Regions from separate parts of the Mus musculus genome. Here regions 2 and 3 are each linked to region 1. A link is a contact called in public promoter capture Hi-C data. All regions are on one chromosome and are shown on one strand. Each heading gives the region's core, a stretch centred on a gene start, on an enhancer-like site or on the middle of the called end of the contact. The rest is flanking DNA. Distances are from core to core; before and after follow the strand shown.

Region 1 (4,557 bases), core at 578-3,077:
CCTGCACATAGGCAAATGCTGTACCACTGAGCTGAATTCTTCAACTGAATTCTAGAGGGTCAGAGACCAACAACAGGGAAAGTGTAGCGAAGAAGGTGGCAGAAGGAGATCAGCAGCCACTCCGATCCCTTGGAGAGTGCTTTCGATTCTCCATGAAGACACAATGGACTCAGGCTAGCCATAAGTCAAGCCAGAATTGCTCATTCTCCATGTGTGGTGTTGGGGGCAGAGGAGAGGGGCTCCGTGGTAAGAGACAGGACCCTTCAGCCTTCAGCGCCTGCTGCTTCAGCTTCTCAGCTCTGCCAATGTTGGGAAGGGGGATCATTTATGATGCGGATGTCCCTCGGCACACAGATACAATCTCCAGCCTTTTGTCATCTTGAGCCCTTTGGCGCTAGCTAGCAAGTAATTGCCAAGTGCTGTGTTCTGAGCTCACTGCTGTCTTAACTCTCAGCTCCTTACAGACGAGGACTGCCGGGAAATGACCAAAGTTTCATTTATTCACCGCCCCAATGGCTTTTGCCATTATGACCTTGCTATGAAATACATAAATAAGGAGTAATTTACCCAATACTTGGTCTCACTTTGTAAAAACATAAACTTATTTCTCAAGGGAAATTTCCTAGCACCGCTGTAAATAAACAGCATTAATTATTAAAATACAAGAACAAATGAAAACAAACCCAGGCATTCCTGGGTTTTGGCATCAGGCTCCAGTTCCGGCCCTGAACTTACCGATGAGGTCACATGTTGTCTCTGGGCCTTGCTTTTCCTCCTGTAAAATGGGCTCAATAGTAGAGCTCATATAGAAGATGCCTGGACCTAAGACGGAACTTCAGGGTAGAAGTGATCAATCCTAGGTGCCCAGGAAGATGGAGTTCAGGGAAACCTGATCTTTGCTTTCAAATCTCTGGCTGTTGGGGATTAGAGGTACAGATGGGTTTTGTCAGCTTCAGTAGCGATGATAAGACCCTCCTCTTAGGAGGAAATGAGGAAGTATTCAAATGGTGGTGGCATTCAAACCTACCTCCAGGAGTTCACAGTAGGAAACGAATCAGAGACTTCAAAACCAGACTGGCTTTCAGGGGAAGGGAGGTGGTGGCCCTTGGGGAACTGGATAAGGCCCACTGGCACCCAGCGGTTGCCTTTCCTTGTTTCCTGTGCATGTTCCAAACTCGGTCTCTTATAACTCTCCCAATAACGTGAAGGAAGAAAAACCAGGGGATAGTGTCTGCGGGTTATAGAGCCTTGGCCAGTCCCCCGAAGTCACCAGAGCAGGCCTGTGGGCCTAGACAGTCTGGCTCCACTGCCTGGGAAGTGGTCTGCCCCGGGCAGGTCCTGGGGCTTCTGGCTGGGACAGACAGAATGTCCTGAGTCCCTGTTTCTTCAGATATTAGGGAGGGAGGGCCCTGTCCAAGGGGTCTCCTTCTGCTTCCTACTGACTTAGTTAAGGGCAAAAGAGAAAGTGGATAGGAAAGGGGTAAGGGTGTGAGGCTCAGAGGTGCACATGGTGACGGACAAGGATGTGTAGGCAGAAAGACGCACAGAAAAAAGGAGCCAGGTGGGTTCACAGACGCGCAGGGTCAGGCACAGGAAGACAACCATCGAGGGACAAAGTCTCCTACAGAGAAATCAAACCTAAAGACAAGCCAGCTGCACCCTGAAGCCAGGATGAGCCGCAGGGAAAGAGAGAGGCAAGGCGGGTTACCCTGCCTGTTGCAGCCCTACGGGCCGGGTCGAGCGCCGCGCTCCCGGCAGGGGGCGCCCTGGCAACGCAGAGGCACCCGCCTGGGGCTCGGGGTGCGGGCCGGGGGCGGGGCGGCCGGGGGCGGGGAGGCCGGCGGGTGCTCGGCCAGGCCGCCTTCATAAGCAGGCGGGGGAGGTGGCCGCCAGAGTACGCTCCCGCCACTGCGCTCCTTAGGGCTGCCGCTCGCGAGCCGGAACAGACCCTCCCCACGAGTGCCTGCAGGTAAGGAAAGCATGCTGCGCCCGTGGCTTGCGCGACTCCCACGCGCGCGCTCCGCCGGTCCCGCAGTGACTGTCCCAGCCACGGTGGGGACACGTGGAAGGTCAGGCTCCCTGGGGACCCACGACCTCCCGCTCCGGACTCCGCGCGCATCTCTTGTGGCCTGGCAGGATGATGGACGTGGCGCCCGCTGAGCCGCTACCCAGGACCTCACCCTCGTGCTAAGCACCTGCTCCCGGTGCCCACGCGCCTCCGTAGTCCACAGCTGCGCCCTTCGTGGTCCCTTGGCACTCTGTCCCGTTGGTGTCTAAAGTAGTTGGGGAGCAGCAGGAAGAAGGCACGTGCTGCGATCTTTGGCGGGAGAGATCGGAGACCGCGTGCTAGTGTCTGTCTGAGAGTGGGGGAGCCCAGGAAACGGAAGGAGCCTGTGAACGGTTCCAGGCTGTGTGCAGGTGAGAGTGGGGCTGCTGCCTTGCCCAGCGCGGGTAAGAAAGGGTTAAAGGCACAGTCACAGCGGCAGGACCCAAGACGGAGGAAAAAAACCTCATTCTTACTCCCACATTGTCCATGGTAATCCTTTTCAACGCGTAATGGGCCTGAGGAAGGAAGACTTGCAAAGGACTCTGGGGTATGCCTGTGAATCCTGATTAAAAAGGAAAGCTGGCGCGGCAACTCTGGAGAGATGCTGGCAGTCTGGAGGCTGAGGATCTCTGTGAGTTCGAGGCCACTCTAACACTCTAGGAAGATTAGGTCTCAAAATCATACACACACACACACACACACACACACACACACACACACACACACACACACACACACATACATATAACAGAGGGATTATTCTCAGGCCTGAAAGAACGTTTGGCTCCAAGAAGAATTCAAAGACCCCCCCTCAGGCAGCCTCAGATTCTCAGTCTGGTTGAGAATTAGGGCAACTGTTTATTAAATGCTGGATAAGGACTGCTCTGACACCTGACAGACTACAAATAGGGACAGAGAGTTTTAGACAATGTAGGCAATGACATTAGGCATTGAACCCTGTTGCCCATTCTCCACAGCCCAGGAGATTAAGGAGAGCCCCCCCCCAGTATGCCCTTCACCCTCCAAGCCTCTCTGGTCTCCCCAGTCAGCTCTTTCCTCTCCCACTCCCTGGCCGTCTCCTGTCTCTGCCTCCTTTTCCAATTCCTGAACCGTCTCTGGTTCCCTTAGGGGAGAACACAGCTTCTCAGAAGCCTACTGGTGGAGTGAGACAGGTCTGGGCTGGTTCGCAGCCATGTCAGTGATGGTCCCATCTATATGTTAAGACTACAGTGAATCAAAAGACCCGATAGGCCAGACAGTGAGTGTCTTCGATCCACACATACTTACCAGGCATCAGTTGTGCGCTAAACTCTGATCGAGGTGCTGAGAAGGGAACAGTAAATAACGACCCCTTCCCCCCACCCAACTCATTGAGGCGAACATTGGCATAATAAATTCTTTTCAGGCTTTGAAAATTTGAGTGTCACATGGTAGAATGAAGATGACGTAGTTCCCCCAAAAAAGGGATCAAGATGTCACACTGTTGTCACAGTGAGCAGCCAGTACATAGTACTAACAAGATGGGGTGAAACTGTGTGATCTGGCCACAGCTCTGCTCTCACGGTGGCTCGGGATTCTCCTTGAGGGCGTACAGGAGCTGGAAGTCTTTGGTCTGTAGACCCTATTGGTGGGGAGCATGCTGTACAGCCTGCAACATGTTTAGCGGGTTCACATACTTTAGAAAGCAGTGGCTGTCCCTAGCTCCAGTCTCAGCAGAGATTGCATCAGTGTGTACAGGGTTATGTCACTGCCTCTGAACCCTGCGATCCTGTCAACCACCTTTGCCCAGGCTCTGCCCATTCCTTGATGGGCTGGACAGGGAGGAAGCACTCAGCCTTCCTTACTGTCACTTGGGTGTCCTCCTCCCTCCCGGACACAGCCTGGGAGGGGAGCCTGGAGCTCCCGGCTGGGAATAGCCCAGGAATCTCCTGCCACCCACCTCTACCTCATTGCCCACAAAGCCCAGCACCAGGTCCTTTCCTGTTCTATCCTGCACAGACAGGAGATGTTATCCTTTCTTGCATATGAAGAAACCTCTTGAAGGGACAGTGACCTGCCCTGGGACATCTACAAGCCACTTGGGCATCTGGGGCTGGGCCCAAGTACCTACAAGTTTAGGTTCTGTGATAGGTTCAGTGATGTCCCTGCCAGAGCATATCTGGGCTTCAGGCTTCGGGGCAGGAGAGATGGGGGTGAATCCAGGATGTGGAATCCAGGGGTAGAGTTTGAAGTTCTCAGCGCGAAGTCTATCTGACTGGGCTATTAACACAAAAACCCTGGAGCTTGAGGAGAGCCTTGTGGGTAGCGGAGCAGACTGGGCTGAGAACTTGGGCTCAGAATTCTCCACGTGGCCACAGGAATGCTGACTGAGCTTCGGAGCACAACAGCCCATCGACATTGGCACACCAGGGCTGGGCTGTGTGGTATGTTTGTTATTTTGTCACCCCCCCCTCATATTTCTGTAGCTGTTCTAACCTTCAGAATAGAGTGGGAGGCAGTAGATTGACAAT
Region 2 (4,557 bases), core at 1,448-3,947, 1.5 Mb before region 1:
TAATTAAGAGTACAAACTAGGGGCAGTAGAGTTGGCTTGGCAGCTAAGAGCACTTGTTCCTGCAGAGGGCCTAGGCTGGGTTCCCAGCACCCACATGGCAGTTTAGAATCATCCATCACTTTAGCCCCCTCTTTGGATACAAGGCACACACATGGTACACACCCACACATGCAGGGAAAACACTTGTCCACATATAATTTAAAAAAAAAATCTTTAAAAGTTTTAACTTTTTTTTTTAAAGAGAAAGTACCTAAATAGACATTAAAAGAAGACATGTTGGCTGGTAAGTTGTCTCAGTAGGTAGATAAAGGTGCTTGCCATACAGATCGTATATTGCAGGGTGGGCAATATGGGACTTGAGACATGATTGTGCAGAATCAAACATCCTTTAGACCTTGGACTTGATGTTCCTAGGTATTGTCAGGATGCTGTGGGCCCATTAATTGGCTCCTTCTCACCACAGAATGTACATAGGGGCTGGAGAGATGGTTCAGCAGTTCAGAGCACTGACTGCTCGCTCTTCCAGAGGTCCTGAGTTCAATTCCCAGCAACTACATGGTGGCTCACAATCATCTATAATGAGATCTGGCGCCCTCTCCTGGCATGTGGGTGTACACGCAGAAGAGCACTCATACATTAAATAAGAAATAAAGACTGGAGATGGAACTCAAAGGGCCAGGCCTGAAAGCATGGAGATCCTTAAAGACTAAGAATTTAGGCAAGAGGGGCTGGGGAGATGGCTCAGTGGTTTAGAGAACTTACTGTTCTCACGAAGTATTCAGAGGTTCTCAGAACCACACATGTTGGTTTACAATCATGTATAAATACAGTCCCAGGGTATCCAGTACCCTCTGTGGGCTCACACATACATGCAGGTAAAAAAAAAAAAAGTTAGGGAAGAGACACGGGGGCCTGAATGTGTTCCTTGAAAGCCATCAATCTTAACACAAATCCCTTTCAGACCCTCAGAAGCCTGTAATGCAAGCGTACTGTAGCTGCTCCTCAGTGCTCTGCACTGTTTCTTCCCAGATATGGAACCAACTACCTGGACTGATGGACGACGGCGGAAGGATGGATGGATTCTGGCAAGAACAAGGGGAGCCCTCTGATCCCACAGGATAAAGGCTAGAAGACCACAGCATCTCCTTACTACAACACCCGCCCCAGCCCCAAGGCATTCTTTCTGTAACCTTTTGCCTGAGGACTTTGGCCCATTGAGTCTTCAGAAGCAGAAATGGGCTAAAGAAGGGGGGGTTGGGGGAGAAAACTGAAATGTTCATTATCAGTAATGTATGTCATCCAGGTGAACTCTACAGCATTCGGCTTGAGAGATCCACTCACTTAAGTGAGCTTTACCCCATGTGAGTCTATGGAGCCCACTGTACAGGAACCGGGAGGAAGAACCTCAGAACAGGTAAAAGTGAGGCCTCTTTACGTATCAGGCACCCTCCTGAGACTCCAATAGCTTCAAGCAAATGAAGGGCGGTTCCCCTCCCCTTCCAACGCGGGACACGCGTCACTGATCACACACGTACTTTGCAACTCTCAAACTCCATATTCCAATAGCTAGGATTGCAGTCTCCGGTGCACCCTACTTACACTGTAGGGCCCATCCCCAGTTCTCTATGGGCTCTGCCTACTGCTCTTCCCGACAAGCTACTCTTTCCTGCACTCCTCAGCAATCGCGGCTACAGTCTTCCTCGTTGGACCTTTAACTCTCCGTGGAGAAATCACTTCTCCCACGGTAGCCTACAGAGCTACAGAGTTTGCCATTGTAAGACCTGGCACAGAGAATGGGCACAAAGGCCGAAATGCCCTCTCCCGACGCCACCTTTCCGCCCCTGCCCCCAGCTGGGCCCTAGGCATTGTTGCCACAGGTCTCCTTGAGATCCACAGGTGCTGTCGACTGCACGGGACAAAGTCTAGTCCGGACAAAAGACCGGAATGATAAGCATTCTCCAGGAGCGCAGAGGTGGTGAGGGCAAGAGGGGTAGGCACGAACAAAAAGCCTGGTGGGGATGGGGGGCGTGTCGGGGGTGGGGGGGCGGCTATGGACAACGGTTGGCCGGGAGGCAGGGATTGCGGTAGGAAGCAAAGCGCCCAGAGTAGGCTAAACATTAGCGTAGGAAGCTTCCTCGCACCCGCCTCGGTAGCTGCAACTAGAAGTTTCTAAGGAGAGGCGGGACAAAGTTCAGTTCACTAGTTCAGGACTCCAGTTGCCTTGGGAGCTTGGGGTAGACCCAGCTGTGGATCCGGAGCTTCCGAAGCTCCTGGATGCAGATCCTGGCTGGTGCACGCCGGTTGCGGGCACCGGCTCAGCTCTACTCGGTGCGGGGGGCGGGGGAGGCCGGGTGCAGCGGTTACCTGTGCAGTCGCCGCTGCCCAGCCCGAGCCCCAGGCCGCCCAGGATGTTCTCGGACTGGCCGTCGCAGTACATGAAGGCCGTGTCCAGCTCGCTGTGGCCGCGCTCCAGGAAGGCGCGGACCGAAGCGGCGCTAGCACTCGCATCCATGCGACGCCCCATCTCCATGGTGCCCAGCACCGTAGCGGGCCGGAGAGGGGCGCCAGAGGCGGCGCGGGGTGGCGGAGGCCGGGACATGGCGAGAGGACGCCCGACCGAAGTCCCGGAGCGCTGCGCGGAGCGAACAGCAGCGCGGCCCACGGCTCTGGACGCTGCACGCAGCATGGAGACTGCGCCTGCGCACTCGAAGCTTCAGGCTCCGCCCACGGCGGGGGGCGGGACTTCGCGGAGGTCAGCTGATCCCGGCGGGCTCGGATCCTGAAGCTGACACCGGCTGTGGATCTTGAACTGGTGAGGATGAAGGGGGCTGGCGGCTGTCCCGGGCTGGGGGGTCGGGACTCCAGACGCGCCCAGCTAAGTCTTTTCTACACCCTCCTCCAGCTCTGCACGGTCCCCGGCGCTGGTCCCCTCCTGGGGAGCGGGATCGTGGGTCTCTGCCCAACCTGGCCAGGGATCCGGGACGGCCCCACTTCTTACCTGCAGGTCCTTGCCTTCCGGCCTCTCGGCTTCCCTGGACTGGGCGGCCTTGTTTTCCCTGCTCTGGGTGGGGGCCTCGCGGCGCTTGCCCCAGCCGCTGCCCTATCATTATCCCTCCGAACCCGCAGAGTCACCGGAAGGAGTTAGAGCCTTGGTTTGGAGGCCAGGAATGGGTAGGATCCCGGAGCCATTGCGCTCCCCTGACACATTCTCCGTAGCTCTGCAGGTAGGGAACCCAGAATGTCCCATTCCTCGCCAAGCTCACCGCAGGATTCCACAGAGGGCTGGTTAGAAATGTGAGGTAAAGGCAGGCGGATATCTGAGTTCGAGGCTACCCTGGTCTACAGAGCTAATTTCAAGGCAGCCAGGGGCTACACAGAGAAACCCTGTCTCAAACTGCTCCCGTTCCCACCTGCCCAAAAAAGAAAGAAAGAAGTGTGTAGTTTCAGGTTCACTTCGTGTGTACTCCATGCTACAATGTGGTCCAGGGGGCTACAGCAAGAACAGAATATTACTGTTGACTGTGCCAGATAGGCTTTGGTGGGAAGCACCTTCCTGGCTTTGCTTGGAATTGGGGAAGAGCTGGATGTGGCAGGAGATACTGTCTCCTGGCCAGCCTTTACGGACATGAGCCGCGAAAGCCAATCCCCTAGTGGGGAATGTATGTAGCTCAGTGGTAGAGCACTTGACTAGCGTGGGATATGGAGGTTTGGCCTGGGTTTTATTGTAGTCTGCATGCAGTTTAGGAGGTAAGTAAGTGCCTTTTAGGATTTCCTTCATTGTATACATCAGAATGCTGAAACTCCAACACTTGCCCAGAGCGACATCTCAGCCCTGGGCCCGCTCAATTTACAAGTTTCCTTGCATACGCTTCCCGCTCCCGCCTCCCCTCTTTTTTCTTGTTCTGTTTCTTTCCTCCTTTTTTTTTTTTCTCTTCATCATGCTTCCTTCCCTCTCCCTCTCCCTCTCCTTTACATTTTCCGAGCCTTTTGTTGTACAGCTGGTGCATCCAGACCCACGAGACTGGGAAGGATACAGACAGGGGAGAGGGGAGAGAGACTTGCTTGAAGAACACTGGTTAACAGGGACAGTGTTGCCTCTTCTCCAGGATTGTGTTCCAGGGGACTGGAGGCGGTGGCGGCAATGTCCCTTGGATAGGCAAGTTAGAAATGGGTCAGGGTATCTCTACTAGGCATTTGTGATAGAGAAGGATTCCCTAGAGGAAGAGAGAGGCTGTGCAGGTGCCTGGGACTCTGAGGACCTGGGGCAGGAGATGAGGTTAGGAGGGTCATTCTTGGGGTCCTTAGGACCTTGCCTCTGTGATTTTGAACTTGATCCAGTATCAGAATGGAACCTGCATCTGCTTTGGTGGGGAGCACCTGCCTGGCTTTCCTTGGAGTTGGAGGGGAAATGGGCGTTGTAGGAGATTGTCTCCCCGACCAGCCTTTAAGGACATGCACCATGAGAGTCAGAATCCTTCATACTAGTGGGGGATACAACTCAGCATTAGACCATTTAACTAGCATCTATGAGGTCCTAGACCCAAGCTTTGGTATCAG
Region 3 (4,557 bases), core at 672-3,171, 1.5 Mb after region 1:
GGGCTGGAGAGATGGCTCAGCAGTTAAAAGCACTGGCTGCTCTTCTGAAGGTCCTGAGTTTAAATCCCAGCAGCCATATGGTGGCTCACAACCATCCGTAATGAAATCTGATGCCCTCTTCTGGTGCATCTGAAGACAGCTACAGTGTACTTACACATAATAAAAGGAAAAAGAAAGAAGACACACTTGAAGGATGATCGCCTCTGAAAGATCTCTAGACAAGAACCGACCTAAAGTACCTGAAGCAACGCTGCAGCTATGGAGCCAAAACAAACATAGAAGGGAGGTTTCTGTCCTCCTGTGAACCCACCTCAGAGCCCTCATCTTCCAGCGCCCCAGAGAAAAAGCACCATTTATAGGGCATTTATGTCCTGGCGAGCACCAGAGTGTAAGACCTGTTTGGTCAGTAATCTGTACAAACAGGCCACAGAGCCGCTAATGACTCAGGGCACGAGAATCCTCAGAGTCTCGGAAACGGCAGAAACTTTACTTTTCATTTAAGACTGGGAAACACGGATCTTCCCACACTTAAAGATTTGAATGAGCACCAAAGCAGGTAACTAACCGTGTGGTTTTCCTTAACAACAAACAAGGCTGTATCGAAAAGACCTAAGCCGTTCTGACAGTTTCAAAACCCCTAAGAGGTAAGACAAGATAAAAGTCCTCACTCACCCAGTGAGACAACATTTCCGTAATTCTCCTGCATCACATCCCTGTAAAGATCTCTCTGTGTAGGATCCAGAGGTCTCCATTCTTCCCGAGTGAGGTACATGGCCATATCTTCAAATGTCACAGGGGCCTGAAATCACACAACGCTTCCTCACTACTTGGTATCTAGGAGTTTAGAACCAGCTTTTCTTCTTGAAATTAGAGACATGGTTAGAAATGTCGAGAAGGCAGTGGCATTAAGTCTCATCTGTAGAGTCCGAAGGAAAAAAAAAATAATAAAGAAAGAAGAAAAAAAGACATGTGGTCAAAAGACAGGGGCAATCTACTAGCTTCCCGCTCAGGCCGTCCCTGCCCACTTTGGACCCTTACATACAAGGCTCTCCTTTTCTTAGACCAGTGAAATTCTCGTCTTTATGGCCCAGTTCTAGAGCCAACTGCTGTTCTGTTTCTCCCCACCCTTTATCACTCTTCGCTCCATCCTTGGACACCACATCTAGAATTAACCACTCCTCGACTTACTATTTCCCACACCACAATACGTCCTTGCTCAGGCCAACAGAATACTTACCATATCGCATCCAGGTTAACCGGACACACCGTTCTCCCTACAGATTGTTGGCAAGAAGGGTACCACCCATCTTGTTTGGTTTTATTCTCCTCAGTATTTAGTCTTACAGTGGGTGTTCTATATATGCTTGTATATGGTTATATTAGCCAACTCGAAGCCCGTATACTAAGCAGAATAGCAAAATGAGCTTATCCCAGGGAATTTCCTATAGGGGTTTGCAGACGGGGAAACACCGGGCAAGATGGGTAAGCAGAGCCCTCGGGGCTTACCTGAGTCCCAGACATGAGCAGGGTGGCTGCCATCTCGGGCTCAAGCGTTCGTCTCCTGGGAGAGAGAGAGCAGGAAAACCAGCTAGCAGACAACGTTGAAGGAGGCGAAAAGCAGGACGTGAGGCGCGGCAAGAGGCCCTGCCCACTACTCCCTAGGGCTGGAGTTCTGGTCGCAGGGTATGAGGGGAAGGCCCAGGACTGGTCACTCTCCTCTCTGACTCCCGAAGAGTCACCCACTCTCCGTGTCTCGGTTAATATCGAGTACGTGCAACGTTAGGGTAGGAGAGGGCAGGCACTGGCTGGGTGCCCCCTAGGCTGGGGGGTCAGGCCGATGCAATTCAAGGGAGGAGGCTTTCAACCCAGCCCATAGAACGCCTCTGCTCTGCCATCTCCGGGCTGGGACCTTTCCGGCAGCAATCCCAGCCAATCAGCGAAAAGAAATCGTAAAATATCTGACCAATCAGAAGCCAAACCATCAGCCCTCCTCCTGCGGCGTGGCCGGGTAGCTCCATCACGCGTGCGCGCACCTCGCGGCCTGACGGGACTTGGAGTTTCACTCTGGCGTACAAAGGCCACTTAGCAGCCAAGAGCAGGGGAGGGAAAAGAACAAAAGGGAAGAGACAGGACCGCGACCTTCAAGACCAGTGAGAATACCCCCACACATACTTTTTTCTCGGAAACCACAGCACGACTCAGCAAAGGAAGCGTCTGTGTTTTTTTTTTTTTCTCATGGCCCTACGACCATCTTTGAGTCATATATTATCCGCGAGGTTAGATTGAGTGTGGAAGCTCGGGCTGACCTCAGCTGAGATCACCCCTCATTTGACAGCCCAGGCCAGAGCGGGAAAAGGCTTCTTTTCCCTCCCTTGGGAGACTCCCTGGCCGGGATGGAACTTTGGGCCCCGCCCACGGACTCCCAACACCGCCTGAAGCTCTCGCTTTCTGGATACTGAGAACTACAACTCCCAGTAGGCCTTCCGGCAGTCACAACCCACCCCAGACTACATATCCCACGAGGCCTCGCGTCCCCTGTCCGGTGCTGGAGTGCTGTCCGCGGCCCGGCCCAGGGTGTTCCAACGTTAACCCTGTAGGGAGCGTCTCGAGCTCTTTTATAGAGACGGAGCTCAAGTGCACCCATCTAAGTCGCCAAAACATTGAAATCAGAAGCGGGGGGGTGGGGTAGGGTGTGTAGGGAAATAGCTGGCCCTGGAGTGGGAGACTCAGGGACTTGGTACTCTTGAGGGTGTCTCTGCTGAAAGGAATCTTGGAGACCTCCCAACATCATGAAAACCTTAGGCCTGCGACAACCTGGAGTCCTAAGGATGCTAGTAGTCTCTGTTTCAAAGAAATCACAAAACCAGATTAGGACAGAACGGACAGGCTTACCTCCTGGTCTGTGGTCGCTGGCTCCTCAGAGATCTAAAGAGGCCTGACGTTCAGAAAGGTTCTAGATATCACCAGCAGATTCCAGAGATCTCAGGGCCATGAATAGAAATCCGAATCCATGGATTAACAGGCAAAGGGCAGGGTTTGGTTGTAGGATGAGCACAAAGCTTCAAGACTGCAGAGACTGTTCTATAGCTCCGGGAAACAACAATCTCATAAACAGATCTCCGAGGCCACAACAGCTGGCCAAGAAACATCAGCGTTGGCTATGCTGCATTCACTCAGAATCCTCCAAATGGAAGGACTTGTAGCCTTTCCTTTCCCTAGCGGGGATGAAGGAATTAGACAATGGAAGGCGAGGGCTAAGCAAAACAGGGATTCTGTGTGGGGAAGAGCTCCCAGCTTGCTGTAGCCTTGGAGAGGGAAGTGATGGAAAAAGAATATAGCAGCTTATTAGGGACTCCCACCCTCTTCAAGTTATAAATATCCCCAAACCTTGGCTTGATGCCCAGACGCCTGTTGTCTCTGACTGAACGGGAGACTTCTCTGCCTAGGCTGGGAAAAGGGACTTTTCTTTTGTTTTACAGATACATCCACACACACTGAAGGACTTGGGGAATTTTTTTTTTCCAAATAAGATTCCCGGCCATGCTTTTATTAGAGTGTTCTGTTCCCAATGCCCAGTTATTTATGGCTACATGACTCAGGGGTCTAAAAAAAAAACAAACTAGCAGGACCCCTACCAGCCACAATGAATCTCTTCTACCTGTGCTTCTCTTGTGCTCCCAAGGGTAGGACTAAAAAATGTTTCGATGCCACAAAATTGCACTATTCTACCTACTGTAAAATGTATCCAGCCACCATGTGAGTTAGAATCCTGAAGGATTTACAACAGCCAGAATATGGGCATAAAGATTGGACAGACCTAGGCTGGGTATCTTTCAGAAAAATCTCTCCAGGCCCATTTCCTTTTTTAAATTTTATTTTATCTTTAATTATTTATAAAGGGGAGGGATATGAGCATGTGAGTACAGGTGCCTGGAGAAGCCAGAAGAGAGTGTTCGGTTCCTGCTGGAATTACTGGTGGTGGTGGTGGTTAGCATCCCTCTAGGCTCCGCCCAGCAGTTACCTAGCAACAGCCTGCCTGTCTCTACCCCAGGTACTAGCCTGGAGCCAGGCAGTATAAGGACTTATCTCTCTCTCTCTCTCTCTCTCTCTCTCTCCCTCCCTCCCTCCCTCCCTCCCTTCTTCTTCCTCTCTCTCTTTTCCCCACATGTCCTAGCCAGCCTTTCTTCTCTTCCTTTCTTCCTCTCTCTTCTCTCTGTCCTCTCTTCCCCTTCCTCTGCCTCTATTCCTTTCCAGGTCCCTGGCTCCCTTCCCCCAATAAACACCCTTTTATACCAGACCTAAATGTTTGAGGGGACACCTTGGCAGAGCCCAATGAAGTGCTCTCTCTTGAATTATTATGCCACGTTCGTAAAATACCACAGTTGTAAGCCACCTTATATGAGCACTGGAAAACAAATTTGGGACCTTTGCAAGAGCAGTATACTCTTTGAACCACCAAGTTATCTCTCCAGCCCTTCTCTCCTTTTCTGTACAGTTGGAATTGCCTCTGCTAAGGATGTTGGGGAGGGATTTAAAACACACCTGCACAAAATGAAC

What was found. Promoter capture Hi-C pulls out the DNA fragments that hold promoters and counts their contacts.
Region 2: a promoter capture Hi-C map of pre-B cells shows a contact between it and region 1, with 2.3 times the contacts expected there. The contact joins the promoter of Akr7a5 here to the promoter of Alpl in region 1. A contact is called at or near these places in 2 of 39 promoter capture datasets (liver and pre-B cells).
Region 3: a contact with region 1 is called in a promoter capture Hi-C map of hippocampal neurons, with 3 times the contacts expected there. The contact joins the promoter of Zfp46 here to the promoter of Alpl in region 1.

The regions. Positions count from the first base shown.
Region 1 is chr4:137,793,654-137,798,210 of GRCm38.p6, reverse strand. It overlaps Alpl (alkaline phosphatase, liver/bone/kidney), which reads left to right and starts at 1,827. Exons shown (of 12, transcript NM_007431.3): 1 at 1,827-1,969.
Region 2 is chr4:139,308,884-139,313,440 of GRCm38.p6, reverse strand. Akr7a5 (aldo-keto reductase family 7, member A5 (aflatoxin aldehyde reductase)) reads right to left here and starts at 2,697. Exons shown (of 7, transcript NM_025337.3): 1 at 2,365-2,697. The coding sequence starts at 2,686. It overlaps Slc66a1 (solute carrier family 66 member 1), which reads left to right and starts at 2,733. Exons shown (of 9, transcript NM_145384.3): 1 at 2,733-2,812.
Region 3 is chr4:136,283,431-136,287,987 of GRCm38.p6, reverse strand. Zfp46 (zinc finger protein 46) reads right to left here and starts at 1,921. Exons shown (of 3, transcript NM_009557.4): 1 at 1,507-1,921; 2 at 673-916. The coding sequence starts at 778.